Regions from separate parts of the Mus musculus genome. Here regions 1 and 3 are each linked to region 2. A link is a contact called in public promoter capture Hi-C data. All regions are on one chromosome and are shown on one strand. Each heading gives the region's core, a stretch centred on a gene start, on an enhancer-like site or on the middle of the called end of the contact. The rest is flanking DNA. Distances are from core to core; before and after follow the strand shown. Region 1 holds the start of Slc22a15 (solute carrier family 22 (organic anion/cation transporter), member 15). Region 2 holds the start of Wars2 (tryptophanyl tRNA synthetase 2 (mitochondrial)). Region 3 holds the start of Cd2 (CD2 antigen).

Evidence for each region. Promoter capture Hi-C pulls out the DNA fragments that hold promoters and counts their contacts.
Region 1: a promoter capture Hi-C map of liver shows a contact between it and region 2, with 2.9 times the contacts expected there. The contact joins the promoter of Slc22a15 here to the promoter of Wars2 in region 2. A contact is called at or near these places in 2 of 39 promoter capture datasets (the C10 cell line and liver).
Region 3: a contact with region 2 is called in a promoter capture Hi-C map of pre-B cells, with 2.5 times the contacts expected there. The contact joins the promoter of Cd2 here to the promoter of Wars2 in region 2.

The regions. Positions count from the first base shown.
Region 1 is chr3:101,922,222-101,925,955 of GRCm38.p6, reverse strand. It overlaps Slc22a15 (solute carrier family 22 (organic anion/cation transporter), member 15), which reads left to right and starts at 1,503. Exons shown (of 12, transcript NM_001039371.2): 1 at 1,503-1,924. The coding sequence starts at 1,838.
Region 2 is chr3:99,139,618-99,142,950 of GRCm38.p6, reverse strand. It overlaps Wars2 (tryptophanyl tRNA synthetase 2 (mitochondrial)), which reads right to left and starts at 1,861. Exons shown (of 6, transcript NM_027462.4): 1 at 1,763-1,861. The coding sequence starts at 1,852.
Region 3 is chr3:101,286,108-101,289,627 of GRCm38.p6, reverse strand. It overlaps Cd2 (CD2 antigen), which reads left to right and starts at 1,689. Exons shown (of 5, transcript NM_013486.2): 1 at 1,689-1,803; 2 at 1,913-2,221. The coding sequence starts at 1,749.

The DNA.
Region 1 (3,734 bases), core at 254-2,753, 2.8 Mb before region 2:
CTGAGTGACCCCTCTCCTCCCTGCCCCTCCCTCTTCTCACAGAGAGCACTGCCTGCCAAGAAAGCTAGACCATATGGTTAAAGGGAAGTCTTGCTGCTTTATCTTTGTAGTCCTGGCTGCCAGGGATCTCATTCTGTAGCTGAGCCCAGCCTCTGCTTCCCCAGGGCTGGAATCAAAGGTCTGTGCTGCCTCTATGGCTGCTGCCACCACCACTGGCTTAAGCACTTCCAATTCATCTTTTGTGGCCACCACACTGGCTGCTTCCAACCCTGCCATAGTCAACATTGTATCATTTTATTACAATAATTAGGTAGATGACCACTAAAGGGCAGTTATAAACAGCAGACATAATTAATGGGAAATTGTGGAAGCACAACAAGAATGCTTGCAAGACAAGGGGACCTCCTGGTCATCCATTATACTCTGTATTATATTCAGGGGATGGTTCGTTTTAACGATCAAAACCTAGCCTCGGCTGGGAAGGAAGTTCCCATTCACTCAGTGAGGAGCAGTCTAGAGTAGGTTGGCCCTGGACATGCTTCTGAGGGAATTTGTTTAAAAACTGGGTTGTTAGAAAGCCCCCCCCCCCCATATGTGTGAGGCCATTTCATAGGTTGGGCCCTAGTCTGAACGAATGAGTGAGGGAACTAGCTGATCACTGGTGAGCGCATCCATCACATCACTGCCCTCTGTTCTTGTCTGTGGATGCCATGTTACTAGCTGCTTAAGTTCCTGGTGCCTCGACTTCCCAGCAATGATGGGCTCTGAGAGAAACTGTGAGCCAAATAAACTCCACCCCCCCCCCCGCCCCCAAGTTTCTTCTGTCATGCTATTATCACACCAACAGAAAGCAAAGGTAAACTTAGCGATAGTTTAGATTAGTAGTTCTCAACCTTCCTAATGCAGTGACTCTCTAACACAGTTCCTCGTGTTGTGGTGACCCCCTAACCATAAAAATAATTTTTTGTTATTGCATAACTGTAATCTTGCTACTGTTATGAATTGTAATGTAAATATCTGATATCTGACCCTTGTGAAAGGGTCTTTGGTCCTGACCCACATGTTGAGATATGCTGGTTTAGATACTTGCAATAGTTTAAAAACAAAACAGGATTAGGTGTGGGGCCACTAGTAATCTGTCCCCACACTTCTTCAGCCCTGTGCCAAACTCCATTGACAGACCTTGGCAACCATGACCCCCTGCCCTTGTCCCTTGTCCCTTGTCCGTGGGCCTAGTGGGCACTACTAAGTGGATGTCTCGAGGCGCGGAGCTTACATCTGACCCTGTGTACCTAAAGCAAGACAAAGGAGGAAGGGGACAGATGCCTCCCGGCCCTCTTCTCGGAAGGCTCTAGAGCTCTGAGCGCCCCCGCATTCCACCGCTTTGTGCGAAGGGGCGAACCCCGCGGGACACGGCGTGGAGCTGCCGGCCCCTCCCGTGAGTCGCCCTGGCCGCCCGCGCCGCACCCACTTCCTCTTTCCCTTCCGCGCGCCAGCCAACCGCTCGCCAAAAATTCCTGTCACTTCTGACAGGAAGCGGGGAGGCCGCGCCGGGGCGACCAGCATCGCATCTCCGCCGCGACCCCGGACCCGGTCGTCTGCAGGGTCCCGCCTGCGCCTGGGCCCCAGCCCCGCCCGGTTCTCCACCCCCGGCTCGGCCCAGTCCTCTGTCCCCGCCTCGGCCGCGGTCCGCCCGGTCCTCCTTCCCGGTCCCTGCCGCTCGGCCCTCCGTCCCCGCCCGGCTCAGTCCTCGGTCGCTCCGTCGCCCGATCTTCAGCCACCGCGCAGCCAGGTCCTCCGTCGCGGTGGCGGCCGGGTCCTCGGGCGCGAGCCCGCCATGGAGGTGGAGGAGGCGTTCCAGGCGGTGGGCGAGATGGGCCTCTATCAGATGTACTTGTGCTTCCTGCTGGCTGTGCTGCTGCAGGTGAGTCCCCGGCTCCCCGCGGCCCCCGGGGCGCTCTCAGCTCAGGCTGGCCCCAGGTGTGGCGCGAGAGCGCAGGGAGGGAGGGGGCGGGCGGGCGCCGCGCGGTGGCGGGCCAGCCACTGAGCTCTCCCAGGCTGTCACCCAGAGCCTGGCACTGACACTTCGCCACCAGAGCTAGTTGAAAGATGAAACCCATTACCCGGGATCAAAAGGATTCGGCACCCTAACCCCTTACAGAGTGAGACAGAGAAAGCATGGACAACCTGCCCACAAAAGATCAGGTCTAGCTAGTATGGCCTCCTTCAGCCCTCTCTGAGATTGAGGGAGGCTTCCTATTAAAGGGGCTTTCCATCCACGGGAATTTATTTCTCTCTAGTTAAAGTTCTACTGGGTTATTAAGCTCCGAGGCCAGCTTTGGTCTAGGGAAATGATACCATCCACACAGTGTGGTTCATTGTATTGAATTCTCAGAAACCAGCTGCACACCTCAACCTAAAACTCTTGATTTTAGGAGTCCTTGGGCTCTTTAAGAGGTTCATTCTTGTAGTCCTAGCACTATGGAAACTGAGGCAGGAGAAGGATGGCTCTTCTTCTAGGCAAATTCAAAGCCAGCCTGAGCAGCTCAGATTGTCCCTAGGAAGCAGGTCAGTCAGTGGTAAAGCCCTAGATGTGCAAGGCTCTGGGTTTGATCCCTACCACCAGGGCCAGAAAATGAAGCTAGCTCCCTGTCCCGGAGGCTTGCAATCCTGGGATGAAGTGGTCTGTGACACTGACACTGTGAGGCTGACAGCTGAGCTAAGTAAGTTAAGGTATTATTGCAAGGGAAGTACTGGCTGGCCGCGGTTATAACCAGAGCCCACAAGTTGCTTCAACGTTGTGTTGATGCTGCAGCAGGAAGAGAGGCAGTAAGGTAAAACTTAATCTACTGATTCTCTTTCCCCATTAAAATCTTCAGTTGACTTCAGCACCAGGCAGAACATCGGTTCAAGTGGTGATACTTGGAAGCCTTTCTCTTAGCAGAGTAAGAATTAGTATAGAGAAATAGAACTGCAACTGCAATGTCTGGTCTTCATGTATAATGGTTTCTTTGACAATATTCCATCTAACCAGGAGTTCCAAGTATATATCCCCTCTCCTGGCAATCCTTTTGGCCACTTCTCTGCTCCACTTCTTGTGTTAGCATCTTATTTGCCTAGCCAGGTGGTTGCCAACTTAGAATCAAATCTTGAGTGTGGCACTGAGAAGGCCAGTATTCTGGGTCAGGACCTGTTAACTTTCCTGGGCTTTTATCACCTCGTTGCCAGCTGGAGATGCAGGGCCTTGCGCTTTTTATACGAGAGCTTTACTGCTGACCTACACCTTCTTCCCCTCCCTCCCATGCTTTTATTAATGGCTGACCTAGTTCATTGTAGTTTGTTAAGGAAGAGTTCCAAGCCCATGATCTTTTTGCTCAGCAACTGTTGGTTGATTTATGGTCACCATTTGCCAAGTTTTCAAGTGTTATTGGCAATGGATGGTTGTTTATCTTGTAGGTGTGGGCTGTATGGGTTGCCGTGTCCCTGCCTCCACCTGAGTTCCACGGGAAGACGACTTTATAATTCGATGTGTCTGAAAGGATAGCTGATTCTTCTGAAGTCCCTGCTGTGGAGAAGTGATGAGGGTCACACCGTAGCGTTATTGAAGACCTTACTGTACTATAGTCTAAGTCCAGCCCATTGCAATAGAAGAGTTCAGCCATGGAGAGAACCTGCCGTTCTCACTGCCTGCATCCGCAGTGAAAAAGATGCCTCTGATCACAGGCTTAAACACG
Region 2 (3,333 bases), core at 612-3,111:
GGTTGTTTTCCTTCCAGTCTTTCTTCCTATGAGTAAACACTTCTGTGCAAACACTGCTGCCATCATATTCTGAACACAGTGTTTAATCTTTTCCATCAGTCTTTCAGGAGAACTTCATCAGTGCTTTGGTACCTGCATCATCATGTGTACTGAGCAAGCATCCTGCCACTTAGCTATCCTCTCACTTTTTATTTTGAGACAAAGAATTTCACTTAATCACCCAGGCTGGTTTTAAACTTGTGACCCCCTCCCCTCCTCCTCTGCCACCAGAATAGCTGGGATTCCAGGCCTCTGCCACCAGACTGGGCTTGCCTTAATCTTTCATGCTATCATTTTTAACTGATATGCATTATAACACTGCAGAAACTAACTTTAACATTTAATTCTTTATATTTAAAGTGAAATCAAGGGTTTAAAAACAGTAATCTGTCCTAGATATTCTTGGTTGTATACACATTAATATGCCTATCAGATTCCAAAAAATGAAATTCCCAAACCTCAAGAAAAACAACATTTGATGATTAAAGCCGGAATCAATTCTTAACTAACACTGTTTCTTAAAATGTAAAGTAACATTTGAATAGTTGTTTGCTGAATTTCTAGTATTGTGTCTTTTATTCGTAAAGAATCTTGTGAAGTTTACATTAAAGAAAAAAAAAGTAAGTTCAGAGAATGAGTAACTTGTGGGATGATTCAAAATATAATATTACATGCTAGTTTCATCTACTCTTGCTGGCTATGTTTTACCTTCATAGTCATGAACCCATAAGCTTTCCAGTCTTGGAAGTACATCAACATGCCAATCACTCCAATTCTCCCTCTATTCCATCTGCCCAGAGGATTACAACTGGTTCTGTAACACAGCTAGCAAATGTTAGAAAAAGCCAGGAACTTTTAGGACCAGGCCAGAAAGCTTTCCAATAATACATCAGTTACAACATGACACCCTCATGTCATATCTGTGCATTAATGGCTATGAATATGCAATGTGTAAAAATTACTTCATCACAGAAGTTCAAGTTTCCTTCCCGCTCTCAGACAAGACTTCCGAGATCATCTATGTCAAACTGATATATTCTGGGATGTTTTGTGCTTGTCAGAACAAAGCAAATTCCCCAACACCTTTTGGCTCTGAGGATAAAATGCAAATGTGGCGGGGCTCGACATAATATATCATGCTCATCAGCTCAGTCGTGGTAATCGCAGTGCTGCCAGGCAAGCAACACTATGAAGTACCTCGGCAGCTTGTTGCTGTTGGTTACAGGGCCTGGTAGATGCAGGCGCCTAAGGATCACCGAGCACCGATTCTTGCTCGCGTTCCACACGCTAGCTACTGCACTAACCTAAACAACCCAATTCTAAGAAAACTTTTCTGATTTCTCCGCTGCACCCCGGGAAGTTGTAAGGGGGAGGAGGCTAAAAACGTAACAGAACGGTGCGCAAGAGAACGATCGATCGCAGAGCAACTAAGTTTCTGATAACGTCACACTCTTTCAGGAGATGGCTTCCTGCGTTGCCAGGCAACACTGGCCACGCGGCCCGGCGGCGTGTGCTTTCCAGCAGCAGCACCTCCTGCGGTCACATGTGTGCAACGTCGCTGTGGTCTGAGTTGGGGACAGTCATAGGCTAGTGGACCTCGGAGAGAAAGTGTGGAGGGCTCTTTACAGGAAGCAGGAAGGGAGAAATAAGTGGCGGAAGGGAAGGGGAGCGGGAAGGCGCTCGCAGGATCGGAGACCTAAAGCAGAAGACCGGCTCGGGTTACCTGGGGAGCCAGAGTTGCTGCGGGTCCTTTGTGAAGTGCCCGGATGAAGCGCCAGCACTCACGGGCCTTCCGCACAGAGAACAGCGCCATCTTGAGAAGGGCGGGGCCGCCGGCCCGGAATGACGTCTGCGGGCGAGCCGAGTTGTGCTTACTACGCATGCGCCTGTCCTCTGGGCTGCCGCTGGCCAAAGTAGCTCAGTACCGATGTTTCCTAAGTTTGCAGCGCAGGTGCGCCTTGGAATAGGTGGCCCTAGGCTTTAGTGTTTTCCCGACCATCTTCTCCTTTGTGCCAGCTTCCTTGAGGGAGACTCAAGAAATGAGTTGTTGCTCTTTAGACGTGGAAGTAAAGGAAATCACCCACCCTAAACGAAGGCTAAAAACAGACCCACGGCTCCTGGAATCCTAGCACCTTCGGATTTCCTTGGAGACCAAAGGTGGAAAAAAATAGGTAATTTCTCACCCTGCAGTTCCGAAGAAAAGCAGTCAATGATTCTGGCAAAGCCATGTCTCACCACCTGCTCTCTAATACAAAACTACATGACTTGCTATCCTGTGTTCATTGATACTGAACCTTAGACCAATAAACGTCAGCTCTCACAGTTTTGAAGTTGAACTGGGTTTATTTCATTTTCCCTCCATTGACTTATTTCTTACAGGAAAAAGTCATGTAGTTTTTTGTTTGTTTGTTTGTTTTTTAATCAAGCTTCCAGATGCAGCTTTCCATTCGTGTCTCTTAAGAATGAAGCCTGCTTCTCTTAGAGGACCATAAATGACTTTTTGAGACCTACATGCTGGTCATCGGGTCTGCAACTTTACTCTAGTGCCCTGAGTGAAACACTGATGGATATGTGTGTACCTTGCCTTCCGGAAGTGTGGGGTCTCATGGGTTCAGAGAATGAATTATGCATACTGACGAGGTGATATAGAAGCAAGTACCAAGTTCAGAGTGGACAATGCTTAGAGCTGCAGTGCTCCGCGGAGGTTCAGTAACAATGACACCAGTGATGCTTGATGGAAGATGTTTTGTGTAAAGATGATGACTTCTCTCAGTGAACTGAAAACTCTCAGATTAAAAATCAGTAAAAAATATAAAGAGCAGATTTGACACAATCCCATTGCATTGGTTATATTAGTCTAAGAAACACATACTGGAAATTATCAAAGATTCATAGGCAGTAAGCTGTATTTGAGATGCCTGTACTCCCGAGGAGTTGAAATCTAAAGTAAGATAAAACTCCAGTCATACAATAAAATCTTAGAAGCATGCAATTGTTCCAGAGTAACTGGAAGTGAGCAGGGAAGGAATTACAGGTATGAGGTGGAGAAAGCTGAAGAAGCCATGGTTCCGCCCTCAGCAGAACATAACAATATGATTTTGTTGTTAAAATTTGAGGCACATGTATTTCCAGGTGCAATGCACTTTGACTACATACCCGAGTATAGAGCCAACGGGACACTTGAGCTACAAAACATGGTAATAGACTCCAAAAACTGAATAAACTAGATTGAATTTAGAATAAAAAGTGGCCGAGTAATGGAAATAAAGTGGCCAGGAATTAATAGAAAACCCA
Region 3 (3,520 bases), core at 440-2,939, 2.1 Mb before region 2:
GCCAGGTGGCCAGTGACTAGAACTTAGCAGCAGAGACAGCTGCATGCTGTTTCTCAGAAAGGGATGTCTTAGGCATCCTTTATGCAAACAAGGTTTTCGTTTTAAAAGCAATGTGATCCATGTTGGGGTGAATACACATGTACACACATGCACACGCACACGCACACACACATGCATGTTAACACACACACAGTATTTCTTTGTTAAATCAATAATTTTCCCCCATTTTTAAAATGGTTTTGTTAGTGATTGATTAAAAACTATGTATACCTTTGACTGTGGATGTAGCTCAGTGGTTGAGTGCCTGCCTAGCATGTTCAAGTTTCCATCCTCAACACCCCAAAGGGAAGACAAGAAATGATGCTGACATCTTAGATAGTAACAGTTTGCACACATTGCAAATATCTTGGCTTGACTTCTCACACATTTAATAGCTCTTTGTACATGCATAGATTCTAGATTTTTATGTGGCCTCTAACGTCCATCTTTACTATTTCTGAATTGTGCAATACATATAGGAAGATTTTCCATACTCAAGAATAGGAATTCTTTTATGTTTCCTGTTAAGTCTTATTTCACTTGGATTTTTCCCCCCTTGGAATTAATATTTTAACTCAACTGAAATGCACTGTTGTGGCTGTTGTTAAGCATCTGAAATGGAAAAACCGTGATTTTGAAGACCTTTTCTCACTGAATTCTAAAGAATCAAAAGACTATATGTTCACTGTATCTCTTGCTCACGTGACCTCTCTGTTGTCTTTTTAGGGACATTAGTCCTTGTATCCCTGTTCACTATTTTTTTATAGTCTTAGGACAAGAGAGATATCTTGGTACTTAAGAGCTCAGGCTGCTCTTCCGGAAGACCCAGGTTTTATTCCCAGCACCCACGAGGCAGCTCACAACCATCTGTAACTTAAATTCCAGGAGATCGATGGACTCCTCTGGCCTCTTCAGGCATGGCGTTCATGGGTGTTGCAGTCACTTTTCAATGGCTGTGACAAACCATCATGACCAAGGCAACTTAGAGAAGGAAGAATCTACTGTGCTCTTACAGGTCCATGGCCAGCATGGCCGGGAGTATGGCAGCAGGCATGAAGCATAGCGCTGGAGCAGTAGCTGGGGGGGTTTTACATTCCTATCCACAGCAGGAGACAGACAGATAGACAGAGTGGGGAAGGGGAGAGGGAAGAGAGAGAGAGAGAGAGAGAGAGAGCTAACAGGACCACAAGGGCTTTAAAGATTTCTAAGCCTACCCTCAGTGACGCACCTCCAACAAGGCCACGCCTCCCAATCCTTCCCAAATATACATATCTGAATTCTATTCCTATGACCTTTTGCCGGTGAGTCTACTTGGTCCTGTTGAAGGCAGCACAGCTGAGTGGCCAGCTATGTTTAAGCCCTTGTTTACAAAAGGGTAGCTATGGCAACTGACCTCCCAGTTCCTCTTCTTCCTCTGGTGGGGTGCTAAAACCCAACACCCTAAGCTGTTTTTGTAAAGATTAAAATGTGACACAGACACCTATTTCGGTTAAGGAGGGCAGCAAATGCATGAGTCGTTTTGATAGGGTCTCTGTCTCTCTCTCTCTCCTTCCCCATCTCTACCTCTCCCTCTCCCCCTCCCCCTCCCCTACTGTGAACAGCAGGCATGAAAGACACGTGGTTCAGGTTGCTGGGTGTGGCTTCTGCCAGCCTCACCACAGTCCTGACAGAAAGAACTCAGAGTCACCCCTGGGAAAAGAACTCTAAAGATGAAATGTAAATTCCTGGGTAGCTTCTTTCTGCTCTTCAGCCTTTCCGGCAAAGGTAAGCATTCGCGTGGAGCTCTTCCGGAGACCTTGGAGTGGACATTAGAGGCGAAGAGGGAGATCCTCCGTAGTCCCGAGACCTCAGAAACCATCTTACTTTTTTACAGGGGCGGACTGCAGAGACAATGAGACCATCTGGGGTGTCTTGGGTCATGGCATCACCCTGAACATCCCCAACTTTCAAATGACTGATGATATTGATGAGGTGCGATGGGTAAGGAGGGGCACCCTGGTCGCAGAGTTTAAAAGGAAGAAGCCACCTTTTTTGATATCAGAAACGTATGAGGTCTTAGCAAACGGATCCCTGAAGATAAAGAAGCCGATGATGAGAAACGACAGTGGCACCTATAATGTAATGGTGTATGGCACAAATGGGATGACTAGGCTGGAGAAGGACCTGGACGTGAGGATTCTGGGTAAGTCTCCATTCCCTAAAGGTTTTCATTTTAGGACGGCTGCTATGTAGAAAGTTGGGGAGCAGCCTTTCTGTAGCATCCCCATCCAATGTTACCTGTGTGGCCCACAATGAAGACTCCAGTGGGTGAGGGTGGCTCTAAAGCCTGTCTGCCTTTCATTCTCTCTTTGGGTGGCTGTGGGGTTGTACAAAGACTCCCAGGTGACAGACAGGCATTAATCAGAAAGAAGACAGGTTAGCAGAGAAAAGACATGGACATCCTTGGTGGCCGATGAAGCTGTAGCTAGACAGGATGTCAGAGGGTGCCTAGGAGCAGTGAGCCTCTTGTCTGGAGAGCTATGTTTAAGCCAGGGTATGATGAGAGGGCATGATACTGAAGAGCAACAGGAGAAGACCAACCAGGAGTCCTCTCCTGTCATCCAAGCGAAGCCAAGCAGGTGGTCTTAGTCTTGGTGAGAACCAGCAAGTGAGCTGTAAGAAGTGACTCATGCCCAGGCTCCTGGCAGCATGGAGTATGTGTGCCAGTGGGATCTATAGCGTTCCAAGAGCTTCTAGTGAGAAGAGTTGTCATTGATAGTCATTGGCCTGGAGTAAAGGGTGCCAGGGAGATGAGGAAGGGTGCAAACATGCCGGGTGTGGGGGTGAGGAGGAAGTGAAGAAGCTTGGGTGGGTGAGAAAGAAGAAAACGAAGCCTGGGATGCTGTCGAAGCTGAAAGTCCAGGGACAAACTGGCAGCTCACACCAATGGGTGAGAGGAGAAAGCCTGCCCTTGGCTTGCGGAGAAAGCTGAGAATGCCTTGTGCAGAATAGATCAGCCATTCAGGGAGCACACAAACATTCTGAGCTTCACACAGGAAATGTCACTATAGAAAGGGCTCCCCTCATCCCCCCGTGGGTGTCCTTCCTGTCCAATACTCAGCACCTGGGCCTAACACCAACCTCTCTCCAGGGCCCCCTGTTAGCTCCTCTGTGCACAACTCTTCCCAGACCCAAATCCTGTAACTTTATCTAGAGAGAATGTCCCAGAAACGGGGTGGGAATGAGAACGACCACTCATCGTATCGAACCCTGTATAGCCTATTCATGTACTCTGTCACTGCGGTGACCATGGCTACTGGAGAGAAGTCAGGTGCTTGTTAGGTAGCCTGGTTTTCTTTGGCAATCCTGAGAACTTTAAATTACAAGCTTCTATCCACCTATAAGGAAACGGGCCTGGCCAGAAGTGGCCGTGTTCTCACTGTTAGACAGGAACAAGGTCAGGCCTTCCCTTGACAAGGATGGTGATATCCCAAACAAGCTC